Linked DNA regions of Arachis hypogaea: region 1 is linked to region 2. Evidence: chromatin contacts called from public Hi-C data. All regions are on one chromosome and are shown on one strand. The core of a region is the stretch at or near the end of the contact, and the rest is flanking DNA. Distances in the headings are between cores, read along the strand shown. Region 1 has its middle 13 kb from the start of LOC112795376. Region 2 holds the start of LOC112797780 (myb-related protein 306).

Region 1 (3,203 bases), core at 367-2,866, 54 kb before region 2:
GATGTCAAATTAAACTCTACATTAGTTCTTAACCACTTTTTGTATGCAATTACTATCTCACGCCACACCTTTTTTGTCACACGTTTTAATAATTAACTGGGTTTTGGAAGGTAAAACACACCACTTATAATCTACTCACATGTTGAGTATTGTGGAAGTCATTTCCAATGGAAGATAAACCAATTATTATTGATTAAGGTTAATATATGATTGATTAGAATGATAAATATTCATTTTCTTTAAGTAGTTGGTAGAGTTTTAGGTTAGGGCGGGTGAGTTATGAATATAGAATAATTTATACCCGGTAAAATGCTCAATACTCAAATATGATTTTAACTTTTCTACTAAAAGTGGGTTATAGATAAATTGTTTGGACACTTGTATCTAAAAATGTTTAAATATCGAAAAGCGTTTTTAACTTTAACTACACAAATAAATAAAATGTTTCACTTCTGTTTAAACCAAAGTTTGCAATCAACTATCAATTTAAATAGCTAGCATGAAGTCGTTTAATTTATCAAATGTAAATTAAAGTCGAATATGTTTGTGTCATAATATATATCACTTCTTCGAATAAATTTATTAGGATAATGCTATGCCGCTATGCGTAACACATTTAGTATTTTTAATAAAAATAGTTAATATCAATTTAAATATAAGAGAAAAAATATAAAAATTTATTAATCACTTAAAATTTCGCAATTTATTATGGATGTTTATGTGAAAGTATTTATATATAAATAAAGTAATGAATTAGTCTTGACACAAATTTAAAGCATAATTCACTTTCTATGTCCTCATCACTAGATGTGATTTGATTGTAACTACCACTCAACATATATAATTTACTCTTCGGCTAGATTCAGTTTACACCAGTTAAAATCAATCAAGTCTAATAACAATTTGATTGAACCAACATATATATATAATTCTATTCACCTAGTGAGTGCTAAATCTTATCCAAATGCATTCAAATAATAATTTAATCACATATGTCTGTGTCACTTATTTCATGTTTCAACCTTGATAATCAAACCAAAAAGATTCCCCAAAATACATGAGAAAAGCCTTTATAAGTGAGCGTTTGATTTGGTAAAATTATAACTCTCTAATTTTCACCTAAATAATGATTAATTATACTTATTGACAAATAACAATATATATAATTTGATTATAATATCCTCATCATCACACATATCATGCATGGCCCATTATAATCTTACTTAGCAAATAACAATAATTGTATATACAGGATTAATTTGTGGGGTGCATTGATTCGATGCAATATGAATTGTCTGTTTATAGTGATTAACCTAATATGTAAGCATCATTATATTGGCAATCTTTGCCAAAGCTGTACCACAAATTCAACATGATTTTTGTTTGCATATAGATGTAATTATATATGTAGGATCCATCCACATGTTTGAGAAATTAAGAGCTTTTTCATCTTTTGGTTTTCTAATTAAATTACTTGGAATAGCCCAACAATTTGTCAATTTGAATTTTAATTTATACCTTTTTTTTGAAACTTCTAAATTATTGTACATTGATGAAGCACTAGTGGGGCTATTTTCACCCACCCAAACATTTATCTTAATTTTGGGTTGGGCCCGCACTTCATTGAAAAGTAACTACCCAAAAAGATAACAAGTTCAAAATGTTAAAAATTAGCTGTTTAGACCCCTGACCAAAAAAATAAAAAAAGTTTAAGACTTAATTTGCATTAAACCATCTTTGCTAGGTCGAGTGGTCAGTTTATTCATTCGTTTAAGCAAGTGTTGAAAATTCGAATTCTTTCTTGTACATGTAATAATCCATTTACCAGTGGCAGATCCTTAAATGGAGTTTAGATCCACGACAGATTAGTCATTGACCTGTCCAGTCTTTAAATAGAGTTCAGATTCACGACAGATTAGTCATTAACCTGTCGGGTTAAAGACCATAGACATAAAAAAAAAGATTTAATATGCATTACATACAACTACACAACTTCTTAATCTAGTGGTTATCTCTAGAATTGGGACGGTTCAATCTACTCTCCTAATTAAAAAAAAAAATTCCCTTACCCTTTAGACTATATTCGAAAAAAATACTACTGAATATTATGGTTCTATCATTTAAAATTGAAATACTTATTAATTATCCGATAAAAAAAAAAGGGTTAGAGTAAGTTTAAAATAACAAGTTGTCAAAGTTGTCCGCCTTTTACACAAGGATGACAGTATTATAACTAAGCCTTATATATATTGTGCTATGTCACTGATTCTAGCGATGAGTGATGACTATGTTTAATGATCTGATAGGATGATTGACCAACTTAATCACATGGATCTCATTACACCATATTCATGAATTATAAAACACATCTCCAAATTAAATAACCATCGATTACCTTATAAGAAAAAAGTTTGATATGGCTAGTTTGGTTATTTGGTGCATATGTGAGTAAAAAAATATATTTAAAATTTAAAAGTAAATTTTACGGCACTATTATTAAACCAATTGTGTTATATAAAATGGAATGTTAAGCGACATAAAATAAGTATAAACAGAAACTTAATGTGGCATAGAAATAAGAATGTTTAGATAGAATAAAGAATAAGAATATGAGAAAATAAATTGGAATAACATTTATTCTTAAAAAGAAATAAAAAATTTAAGCATGAAGAGGAAAAAACCTTACGCTAAAAGAATCACGCAAAAATATAAAAAGAAAAAGAAAGTCGGTGCAAAAGACTCGGTAAAATCCATCAAAAAAGTTCTTGCGTAGGAGCATGTCAGTCATGACATAGCCTTAGGTGATTTGGATATATTATTAAAAAAATTATTTTTAGTGGTTATTTATTTTATTTTTAATAATAATAAAAATAATTATTAATAAATTTAATTTATTGATAATTAAATATTAGCTGTCTTATATTTTGTTGTTAAAAATTTTAGTGATAATTATATAATAGTTAATAAAAAAAATTTTTGTGACGATAAAAATATACAAGTAGTCAAATACTATTAAACTAAAATATACCGTAATAACGATAAATTTATAATTACGGTAAAAATATAAGTTAACTAAAATATATTATTATATTATTTTCACTAAAAAGTTGTTGTTAAAAATAATTTTTATTGTAGTGATATGTGAAGAAAAGATCAACACAATATCCAATTATAGATTTAATTTAATTTGGTGGCAACCACAA
Region 2 (3,201 bases), core at 675-3,174:
AGAGAATGGCATGACATCTTCAATAATCTCAGGCTTGCTTTCATTTTCTTGAAAAACATTGTTCTCATCATTAGGAGACAAAGATTGATGAGAAAACTGGTCATGATCATGATCTGAAGTAGTGGTGGTAGTTGTAGTGGTTGTAGTAGTAGCGTTTGATGAGTAATCCAAAGACTCCAAACCAAACAAGGATTCAAAGGTTTCAGACAACTCAACACTGTTATCATTGCTACTGCTTCCTCCTCCTGATCCCTTTGAAGCTGTGTCACCACCATTAACAACAAAGAAATTGTTGTTTTGAGTAGTCAAAGATGAAGAGTTTGTTCTTGAACACTTGTTATTTGTTGCTGGATTCTTCATCCAACCCTTCAACAAACGTGCTATGTTCTCAGCACTTGAAGCATAGCACAAAGATGATGATTGTGCAATCGCTTTTGTTGAAGTTGAAGAAGAAAAATTATTATTATTGTTATTATTATTATTCTCCGGTGAAAGGGCTTCACTGAGGGCTCTTTTCGCCATGTGGATATCGGTTTGGAGCCTTCGCTCCCACTGGCCTCGAACCGGAATCGAACCGGAATAATTCGCTCCGGGTCCAATTTCGGTTCCAGTTCCGGTTTCGCCGAAGTTGCAAACTCCAGAACTCGGAGCTTGCAACTTCTTGAGCTTCTTCTTCAGATGCGTGTTCCAATAATTCTTTATATCATTATCCGTCCTTTGTGGTAGGTATGAAGCAATTGCAGCCCATCTGCATCCATAAATTCAATTAATTAATTAGCCATGTGAAAATATATCCAAAAAATAATAATAAATATTAATAACTAATTAATTAATTACCTGTTTCCTAAGAGATCTTGAAGATGGATAATCATCTTTTCTTCTTGTTCAGTGAAGTTACCCCTTTTGATTCCAGGCCTCAAGTAATTAGTCCATCTAAGTCTACAACTCTTGCTACATCTTGATAACCCTGGAAAAATTTAATTAAAGTGGAAACTAATTAATTAAAGCCCACTAATAAGAGCCAACAAAAATGAAGCTTTTTGAGATCATAGTGCTAGATATGTATATATGAACATAATTAATATTAAAAAAATAATAAATACCTGTGTTGGTAGGAACAGCCCTCCAATTGCCAGGACCATGTTCTTGGATATAAGAGACCAAAATGATATCTTCTTCAGGAGTCCACGGACCTTTCTTCACACCTTCTTTATCACAACATGGTGGTCTTCCCATGTCTCCTTGTTTTCTTTTCCCTTCTTTCTTCTTCAATTCTTAGCTTATGTGAGTGCACCCCCTCCTCAATATAACAACAACCAATTATTCTAATTATAATTATGTATGTAGATATCTCGGTCGTTTTCCTCTCCCTATCACTTGCTACTTTGTGATGATCTATCTATCTATCTATGTGCTACTTCTCTATGGTATATAATATATAATATATAACCTCTTTTTCTTGGTGTAAGCTAAGGCAAGTGTCCAAGGCTAAGGAGTGCTTGGTGTACATATATAGCAAAAACACAAAGGGGGTTAAAATGTTGGGGGTATGACTTTGGAGGTGGTGTAACCGATATCCCTTACATTATTTTATTATATATTTAATTTATTTTTAAAAAAAAATTAATATACTTTTAATATAAAGTAACTTTAAATGTATAAACAAATACGTAAAATTAATTATTTTTTGTACTAATTATATGAATAATTATTTAAAAAACGGATGTGATTTAACGATTATAAATATTTTAAAATAGAAAATGTTAATAAAAATTAGAATGCTTCTAGAAGAAGAATTAATATTAATATATGATAAAAAATTGAGTGTTGAGGTGTGTGAGGATGTTGACTTAAAGAAGTAAAGAAGAGAGGAAGGTGCTCCAAGGTCAAAAGTTGACAGCAAGGGCATTAAGTGAAGGGCAGCAAATTATTCAGCTGTGTGTGTGTGATAGTAATAGTAATAAGTAAATAATAAGAATAATAATAGTGGTAAGAGTAATAGTAATGAAAAGCGCGTTGCATTGAATGTGGGTTGCACTGGGAAAGCCATATGTATCTCAGCCTTTAAATGTCTCTAATCCCCGGCATGCCATTAATTGCTTCAATGAGGATAAAGCTGACTTTTGCAAAGCCTAATCACCTCTTCCATTATAGGGAATAGATCATCACGTAGGATCTGCTTATAACCAACCTTATTACCCATTAACTTTTAGGGTTTTGCAAATTACAACATGTTTTTGGCTAGATTTAATGGGTATGTATTTGTAGGAGCATTTATTTATTTATATAAGAATTTGTTTAGCCACTTGTTATGAGTTGTTAAGAATATTAAGGAGTTTATGTTTAATTTGATTTCTAAAATTTGAAGTTAGATTTAAATTTATGTCTAAAATTTCAATTCACTCAAATTGAAGTTTTAATTTTATAATAATAGTTTGTGTTAGTTTTTAAATTTGTTTTCGTTAATGATCTATTGATATGGCACATTAATTTATTATGTTGGATAAAATATAATGGTATTATTTTATATTAGCATTTAATCTTTAACAAAAATAACATCTTTTATATTTTTTTTACTAGTAATGGTCATAAAATGAGAATATATTGTTAAAGATTGAACACTAATATAAAATAATATCATTTTATTTTATTCAACGTGATAATATAAATTAATATGTCAAATTATAATTAAAATGCTTCACATGTTATTTTTTTATTACAATTGAAATCAAATTTTTTCCTCCAACATTAATGAATCTTTCCTTATTCTTACTAATTTTACAACCAAAATATATCACATGTCACTCTCTTATTATAATTGAAATCGAATATTTCCCTCCAAATTAAAGAATCATTCCCTCCTCCTTACTAATTTTACAACTAAAATGTGCCACATGTCACTCCCTCGTTGTAATTGAAATCAAATCATTCTCTCCAAAATTAAAAAGTTCTCCCCTCCTCACTCTTCTTTCTTTATCTCTCTCATTCCTTCAATCACTTTATCTCTTTTATATATCATTATTAATGACTAATTACAAATTTGACAATCAAAATGTACAACATGATATTCTTTAATTGCATTAAAATTGAAACATTGAAATTAAAATTGAAATATACCTATATTATATATCATATACTACTATCTAATTTAATAACCAAATATGTCACATGACACTCTCTTATTAAAATTGAGAGAAAATA

Evidence for each region. Hi-C and Micro-C count contacts between places; a contact is called where the count stands out from the background.
Region 1: a Hi-C map of leaf shows a contact between it and region 2, with 3 times the contacts expected there. The contact joins the enhancer-like site here to the promoter of LOC112797780 in region 2. A contact is called at or near these places in 5 of 8 Hi-C or Micro-C datasets (leaf and an unstated tissue).

The regions. Positions count from the first base shown.
Region 1 is chr4:123,078,239-123,081,441 of arahy.Tifrunner.gnm2.J5K5, reverse strand. No RefSeq gene overlaps it. Among protein-coding and RNA genes, the nearest start is that of LOC112795376, 13 kb to the left of the region's middle. Within about 2 kb of position 1,616, at least 1 of the 3 cell types and tissues checked has open chromatin away from gene starts, as enhancers often do.
Region 2 is chr4:123,024,662-123,027,862 of arahy.Tifrunner.gnm2.J5K5, reverse strand. LOC112797780 (myb-related protein 306) reads right to left here and starts at 1,924. Exons shown (of 3, transcript XM_025840869.3): 1 at 1,104-1,924; 2 at 838-967; 3 at 1-748. The coding sequence starts at 1,236.